Regions from separate parts of the Zea mays genome. Here region 1 is linked to region 2. The links are chromatin contacts, called in public Hi-C maps. All regions are on one chromosome and are shown on one strand. Each heading gives the region's core, a stretch centred on a gene start, on an enhancer-like site or on the middle of the called end of the contact. The rest is flanking DNA. Distances are from core to core; before and after follow the strand shown. Region 1 holds the start of LOC100283449 (beta alanine synthase 1). Region 2 holds the start of LOC103633176 (FT-interacting protein 3).

Region 1 (4,179 bases), core at 1,176-3,675, 320 kb before region 2:
TATCATTTTTAGAGATTTGTGTAACTAGATCATCAGCACATATGGTAATTCATTATCTTTAGTCAGTGTCCAAGTGGTCCATATTCGAAAGGGGAAAATATAACCATACGACTCCAAAATCTAGAAAATTGAATGGGCAACCATTTAACATATGTGTACAAAATTGTAAGCTAACACATGGAACTAATAACACAAACAGAAAGGGCATTCCATCCAATTTCTGGGTGAGTGAGTAATGGAAGGAAAGAAAATGTATCGTCTGCAATCTCTTGGTTAACGAATCTATGCGCCTTTATACTAGAATGAACCAAAATAATATCAAAGTAGCAGCTTTTAAAGTCCTCAGAATGCCAGTAAAGGAGGCCCAGCAATGTAGAACATACTGCACCAAAAGTGTTTGTCCGAGGACGGAGATGGGCTACAGTTCTAAGGAACTCTCTTGATGCCCGTTTCTTCTGTATAGGAAAAGATGTGGGGTCACTCTTACCAATCTGCAAAAAGAAAATAAAAATAAACATTAGCACAAGACAAGAAATAAAGGCGCAAAAAAATAAGGTCATCAGACTCTGAATGTTCTTGGTCCACAATCTGACAAACGAAAGGTAATTGTAGAGGCCTGATTAGTTAAGTATAGCATACAGCAAAGGAAGTTACATAGCGTGTGTACAACTTGAAACAATAGAACAACAGAAAATATGGCCTCATAGGATGCTTCAGTTGACTACAGTTGGCATGCAAAATGATTAAATGAGACATTAACTAACTACTGACTACAAAATAAGTATTCCTGTACTTTTTTAGAAATGCAGAAACATAAAGAAATTTCTTGACATCTTAACAAGCTAGTCAGTTACAGACTATACTCTTTCACAGGAACTCCTGAACTAAAAGTAATTCTGAAGTACTGGAATAATTACCACAGTGATCTTTGAAACCTTCAACTCCACTTTTTGCTTACCGCCTTGGCTGCTTGCAACAACTCCCTCAACTAGTACAGATGCTCCAGTAGTGACAGAGTCTATCTGACAGCCATCATTGAAAATAATGACAAATAAAATGTATTATAGCCTTATAAACTGCAACCAATGCAGTGTAAGAGAAGCTTGCAAAAGTATAAACTTGCAACCTTCACAAAATGGGCAAAACGTAATACCTGGTCATAGCCTTCTGTTTCAGGAGTCAACACACATTGCATATTGGACAAGCAAGAGCCATCATTGACCTAAAAGTTGAAGTTTTAGAATGCATTAGACTCTTAAAGAAAACAATATTAATAATAATGCCTGTTCCTCTGGATGGTAATCTATGCATGTGCAGAAGACAAGAGCTACTTGAGTCCATAAACATAAATTCCTTTGTGACGTGCATAAGCATTATGATTTGACTGGCTCCTTAGCCAGAGTGTTATGACATGTTAGCTAGGGTCTTGTTGTTCATTACTAGAGCAAAAGAGATACACTATCAGTTGAAACATGCAGCACTATATCACTCAGAATATTTAACCAAATATCAAGGCATTGTTAACATTGTGAAACGCTCATTGAGCATCCTATTCGATAGCATGATTCCTGGTACAAAAGCAAGGCACATAGATACATTCACTAGAGTCACCCAGCTAACCATATGCACCCATTTCAGCAAAAGTAAAATCTGCCAACGACGCGCATCACTGTAGCACCAAATTTCAATTGATCAAAACCATAGCAAAATGAAGTCGCAAGCGTCCACCTCGACGAAGGTGACGGTCCTCTGGGCGCGGCAGGTGCGCACCCACCCGCGCACGGCGAGCTCCTTGCCCACCCAGGCAGCGCCCTCGTCCTCCCCGCCCTTCACGTCCGCCACCCGCAGCCGCTTCCTGAACTCCCCCACGGCCTCGCCCGCCGTCCCTGTCGCCGCGTATGCGGGGGCGGGGGCCTGCGCCGCGGCGCAGAAGCGCTGCCGCCGCCCCGAGGCAGCGGAGAGAGGTGTCGTACGCGGGAGCGGGAACGAAATCGCGGCGAGCGGGGAGGCCTTTGGAACCTGGAGCCGGCGCGGGGCCAAACGGAGGAGCCGGGCGGCGGCGGCCGCCGACATCGGCAGCGAGGCGGTGGCAGGTGTGGTAGGCTCTTGGCGGGGCCTATCTGCTTCCCCCGCCTAGGAGCCGTCCGTTTATGATCGAGGGGCTAACGTGTCTCCTGTGCCTATTGACGTATTTCTAGTAACCCGTCTTTGTAGGTTACGTATTAACAGGTGCCACTTTTTTTATTTGCACGAATCCTTTTGTTTTGTTGAGTTATAAGTACAATATTATTTATTATTATCGTATTATCATCCCAGCATCACACGTTATCAGGCTGAAGTCAATCCAAATCACATGGGAATTGGGTGTTTGGTGTTTATCATCCATCCGAAAAGCATGCAAGAAGCCAATCAAGATCATCACATAACATCACATGTTTTTCGTCGTGACGTCTCACACTCCCACTAGTTGATTGAGGAAGAGACCTGCTCGCTTCTCCCTCTCCCCGAGTCGATCGGTCCAGTCCGAGGGAAGAAGGCAAGAAGCTCCCGGCGCGCGCGCGCAAGCGAGAGGAAATGGCGACCAGCAACGGCTCAGGGGTCGCGCAGGGGGAGGAGGGGAAGACGCCACCGCCTGCGGGGTCGATCGGCGGGTACGAGTCCCTGCACAGGCTCCTGGAGGCCAACCTTTCCCCCGATCTATTCCAGGTATTGCTCTCCCATCATTCCATCGATCGCTAGGCGGAGGCTCAGATTCGTGCCGCCGTGCCGTCGCCCGTGCCCGTTCCTTGCTTCTTGGATGGATGCCGTATCCAAATCCAGTCCAGAAGGCGTGCTTGGGCGAACTGACTGGATAACAAATTGCGACCGGGAAGAGTGGTCCAGCTGCCCCGGCAGTTGAACGGTGGAAGTTTGTGAACAGTTTTAGTTCTCTGAATTGGCCCAATTAACGATCAAGCGGTCAACTAGTCACTTTCTCTTCATATAGGTGGTTATTTTGCACCACTGAGCTTAGTAATCACGTGGACTATAAACGTGCTTATTGTAATAATATTCATACTGATGCCTGATGGTTGTGTACCTCTTCCAACAACAAAAAATCGATAGAATTTAGTACATGTCCTCTTTTGTTCCTAGACAGAGCCTCAGATGTAATGGTGTTTACTTAGCAATATCGGTGGAGCTGAAATTTACCTATGGCCTGATTTCAGAATCGTAAATACTGTACCCTGCTGTACTCAACTCTCGATCTGTTTCATTGGGTCGTAATCATATGGATATCTAGATGACATTTAGGTTCACTTTGTTGATACTGGCAACTTTTTCCTTTTGACAGGAAGCAAGTCGATTGCTGCTGGGACTGAATTGTGCACGACCTCTTGAGGCTATCTCACTGCCTGACGCCACAACCACTCTTGCGGAAACACACAGTTTTGATTTGCAGGTTAACTCATAATAAATTGCCATTTTTCATTACTGTGCTTGTCAAGTGATTTATGTGATTGCAGAGACGTAGCATGTTTTTTCTAGACATCAGCAGCTATCATACAGAAACTAATTATATTGGTTGATGGATTTAAATCTACTTGTGCTACAGGCATTCCGTTTTAGTGCAGACAAAGAGTTTCTGAGGCAATCAAGAGTTGTTCGAGTAGGTCTAATTCAGAACTCAATTGCTGTTCCCACTACTTGTCACTTTGCTGACCAAAAGAAGGCAATCATGGACAAAATAAAACCTCTAATTGATGCAGCCGGCGCTTCTGGTGTCAATATTATGTGCTTACAAGTGAGTAACTCGTCGTATACAGTTCAGGACATTGAGTTATATTCTAAATAGGAAGATCGTTCCTAATGATTCATATATCAAATTCAGGAAGCCTGGACAATGCCTTTTGCCTTCTGCACACGCGAGAAAAGATGGTGTGAATTTGCTGAACCAGTTGATGGAGAATCTACTCAATTCCTTCAGGAACTTGCACAGAAGTATAACATGGTAATAGTGAGCCCAATCCTTGAAAGGGATATAAACCATGGGGAGACTATTTGGAATACTGCTGTTGTTATTGGAAACAACGGCAACATAATTGGCATTCATCGAAAGGTATGTGTATCGCTACAATTTTATTTTCCTTGGCTGCATTTTCTATTTCTTCATTCTGTCAGAAAGCTTTTACATTGTCT
Region 2 (4,220 bases), core at 363-2,862:
CGCGGGATGACATTGTGCGTGTTTGTTTAGCACTGTCAAACGGTCAGCTTTTTAATCCGCTTTTGTGAGAATCGATTTGATAAAAATAATATAAAACTAACTTGAACATATAATTGACAGAGTTGCGGTAATAGTAAAAATCCGTCACTTTCTAGATCTTAAACCATATAGACCAATTTATTTTATTCTACACGTAATCTTCATAATCTTCATGACATTTAGATTATCTCCTCAGTCAAATTCTTATTTAGAAAAAAAAAATTCAACTAAACAGGTCTACTTATTGAGACATTGGCAACGGCTTTCTCCGGTCTTCAGTCTTCAGTCTGACGTTGGACGCAAAATATTCCTCGTTTGTCTCTTTCCTTAGACATTAGTGCGAAAAACTCCGAATTTTATATATTTTCTAAAACGCGTGAAGCTAGCGCGTGATTGTTGTGCATTGTTCTGCTTCTTCTTCCCCCCACACACACAAAAAAAAAAAACTATATAACAGTATGCTAATTGGCTAATTGCTGTGGAGGGTGGGGTCCATCCAGGTCAACGTCCGCTGCAGTAGTAGTTGCAGACTTGCAGCAGCCGTGCTTTCAGGTCTGGAATCCACGCGCTCCTGCTCCTTCTCTGTCCTTGCATTGCAAATCACAAGTGCGCGACCTCCTTTTTCCTTGCAATTTTACAAGCCAAGCCATCTTCTGCGGTTGCACTGTTAACAGACAGCTACTTCGATTCCATTATCATGCCAAACGCACTGGAAATTACGAAAACGGTGAACAGAAATAATCGATAGAAATGGGTACTAGTTGTTAGTGTGTTTCCTTCTTTTGGTAAGACTTAATAGACACTGCAAACTTGTTTTTTTTTTGTTGCAAACTACAAGCGCACATGCCACATGGCGAGACAGTGACACATGTCATGGGAGATCATTGTGAAGGCTGAGGTGGATAAGTTTAAGAAAGCACAACAAAACTAAGGACACGAGCAAAACTAGTGACACGAGAGATCATTGTGAAGGCTGAGATGGATTATTTGAGATTATTAGGGCTAATTTGGGAATCTCATTTTCTCAAGAGATTTTTATTTTTTCAAGTAAATTAATTTATTTTTTATTGAGAAAATAAAAATCACTTTAAAAAATGGAGTTCCTAAACTAGTCCTTAAGTTTATTTTTCTTCTTCTAGCGTTAAAACTAGATACGGCGCGAGAAAGCGATACTAGCTATGACTTGGTAAGCAACGATACCCGGGGAAAAATCTTGACGATGACCATCGCAGGAGGACCCGGAACGTAAAAAAAAGACGAGAGATGAGAGGAACCAGAGGAGGAAAGAAAAAAGATAGGATGAGAAGCGAACAAAGCAATGGTGGGCGCACCGCCGCGATGAGCAGTGGCCAATTAAGGGCGGGAGGCGATAGAAAATGACGCCACCAAGGCGCCAACGCAGCAAAACGCCCGCCATTACCAAGCCGTCACACGTACGGTCACCTGTCGCAAACCTTGCTTCTAGTTCTAGGCCTGTAGCTGCGTGTTAGGAGTGATTAATTAAACCTAACTGCTCCTCATTAGCATATCAATGTCACCACCCCGCGCTATATTAATACTTGCAGTGCTTTAATCTCTCCCTCTCTCTCTCTCTCTCTGTCTGAGTTCACACTCACGCCGTCACGCGCTCGCGCTCGGCTCGTTCTCCTCTCTTTCCGGCTAAATTGTAAACGTCCAACACACGGCACCACCCAGCAGCGACGACCGCACCAAACAGATAAACGTTTTGCAGCGACCCCTTGTTTTGCTCTCCGTCAGTTTGCTGGCCAGCAAGCGGCCTTGGGATTGGATTGGAGCTCTCATCAGCTCCTATCTTATCACCAGAGCCAGACAGACAGTCATCGTCTCCGATCCGATCCATCTCCGTCTTCGTCCTCCTCGCTCGACAACCCACCAAGGAGCAAGAGAAGAAGATCGACGACGACGACGGCTGCCCTCTGCGTTCCTCAAGGTTAGCGATCTATCCTATCCTCTCGCCTGTATTTACTACTACTTGTGTGCGTTCCTCGGTGGGTTTTGTTTGGTCACGGCGGCGGAGGGGTGAATCGGCTGGTCTCGTAGTCAAGGCTGCGTCGTTTCGCGCTCCTGCTTTCGAACTAGTCACCACTCAAAATTCTCCTCTCTCTTCTCTCTCTCTTTTACGATCGGTACACGGCGATGGATGGATGGAGTGGCTCAAATAACATCATGGACATCAGTGCTGAAACCTCCGGCGTGATGCCTACCTCCCCTCATGGACATCCCATCCTCCCACCACCTGCCTTGGCCTGCGAATAGGGCGGATGTAAATAGGTATTTTAGGTGGTTTAAGAAATGAGTTTGTTTTTGGTGGGTTGTGATGAGTTTTAATTATGAACATGTTGGGTTGGGTGAGTTTATTTTATATTGCGGGTCAAAATGGTTTATACCCATGGGTATAGATGGATTTGTATAGGTATGAGCTTTTATGGGTCTTCACCAATCAGACTACCACCCTAATCAGTATCATTTTATTTTAGGTTCAGAAAAGTCTTTGATTTCTTTAGTCGCACGCAACACACTATACTTATCGCTTTCACGCCATCTGCATAATCCAGTGACATAACAGAATTGCATCCAGCACACTATACTTATTGCTTGTTTGGAACTTTGGATGAAAATTTCATTTCATTGGGCGTCTCTGCCTTGTCGGCTCTCTACAGGCTGTACAACTACTAATGCTACTACAGGCTGAACACTGGATAATTCAGCCACAACACCACCACATGTCATTCAGTTACTTTACTCTAAGTCTTCTACTTCACGTTTAGCAAAGGCTTTTTTTTATGTATCTTCTTGTTAATTGAATTGTTAACTTTATTTTTCTTTTAAACATAGATGGATTAAGGATCTTTAACATATGTTTTTTTTGTTATTCTCTCGAGACCTAAATGTTCATCGATCAAATTTGTCACTGTGTATGCAACTATGTTTTTGTATGTCACTGAAACTACCTATAAAATTATCACCATGTATCAGTGTATGCAGTTGGTTTGATATGAGACAATAAGCTAAATCCACGGTTTTTTCATGGGTTTCCGCCCAATTACGGGTTGGTTTGCGATCAATAATGTTATTAGATGGGTCTTCCTTCTAATATTTTTGGATAGGTGTGGGATGAATATCAAAGTTATTAGTTTTAGGTATGAGTGAGAGTGGGTTGAATTTTTTGCCATTAGCAGGCCTACACCTTCCCTGCCTACCTCCCCTCACCAAAAGGGGCCGGCTCCGAACAATGGTCCCTCCTAATCTCTTGATTGAACTCAACAGGCTCAGCTGCCACTTTCTGGACGTTACACCTGTGCAGCTCCATTTATGCCTCGCTCCAGATCTCCTTCCGATGCCAACCTTGCGTCTCCGGCGCAAACAAGCCGTATCATCAGAAATAAATGAACATCGCATTCATACTACACCTGTGCTGCTGTGCTCCTTTGTGATGAAAATGGATCCGAGTCTCGGTTAATAAGACAAGATAATTACCATCCGTCGTGGCCATAGTGGCGGTCACAGTCACGAAAGGGGAGGGCTGGCTGGACGGCTGGTGGCATCTCTCTTTCCCCTGCATCATCAGCATCTGGTCACCCAAATGTGGCTGATAGTTAGGGCCTATATCAGCACACCATGCTTGAGATAGTTGAGGACTGGCTTTCCTATCTACTACTGCTACATGTGTACACGATCACTTGCAAAAGATACAAGACACGATTTTCCTTTTATCTGCACCTCTCCTGTCTAGCTTTTCAGTAGTACCCCCACACGCCGTTGATTCCTCAACCAAAGGAAAACTTGTGGGCATCACTGAGATTTCCTTTTTTTCTAACCGACCAACCACCCTATTGATCGAGGGAATATTTGTCAAGCTGGTAGTTAAAATACTGGCGCTGTTGCTGTAGTTTCCGCACCGAATAAGATTTCCAACGCTTGTTTTTTGTTGTTGTTCTTGTTCCAGAATAATACTCCGTTGCGTCCCGTCCCTTCCGTGCTCCAAGAAAGATCCGGCTGCGGGCCACACGATGAGCAATCTTAAGCTTGGCGTCGAGGTTACCAGCGCTCACGATCTCCTCCCGAAAGAGCAGGGCACGGCGAACCCTTTCGTGGAGGTCGAGTTCGACGGCCAGAAGTCCCGCACGGCCATCAGGGACAGGGACCTCAACCCTGTCTGG

The links. A called contact is a pair of places that touch in the nucleus more often than the background predicts.
Region 1: a contact with region 2 is called in a Hi-C map of tassel, with 4 times the contacts expected there. The contact joins the promoter of LOC100283449 here to the promoter of LOC103633176 in region 2. A contact is called at or near these places in 2 of 25 Hi-C or Micro-C datasets (ear and tassel).

Annotation. Positions count from the first base shown.
Region 1 is chr7:155,587,355-155,591,533 of Zm-B73-REFERENCE-NAM-5.0, reverse strand. It overlaps LOC100283449 (beta alanine synthase 1), which reads left to right and starts at 2,425. Exons shown (of 6, transcript NM_001156350.2): 1 at 2,425-2,706; 2 at 3,335-3,442; 3 at 3,596-3,784; 4 at 3,872-4,099. The coding sequence starts at 2,575. LOC103633183 (asparagine--tRNA ligase, chloroplastic/mitochondrial) reads right to left here and starts at 2,169. Exons shown (of 15, transcript XM_020540738.3): 1 at 1,729-2,169; 2 at 1,154-1,222; 3 at 918-1,022; 4 at 384-491. The coding sequence starts at 2,073.
Region 2 is chr7:155,262,736-155,266,955 of Zm-B73-REFERENCE-NAM-5.0, reverse strand. It overlaps LOC103633176 (FT-interacting protein 3), which reads left to right and starts at 1,612. Exons shown (of 2, transcript XM_008654862.4): 1 at 1,612-1,990; 2 at 4,007-4,220. The coding sequence starts at 4,071.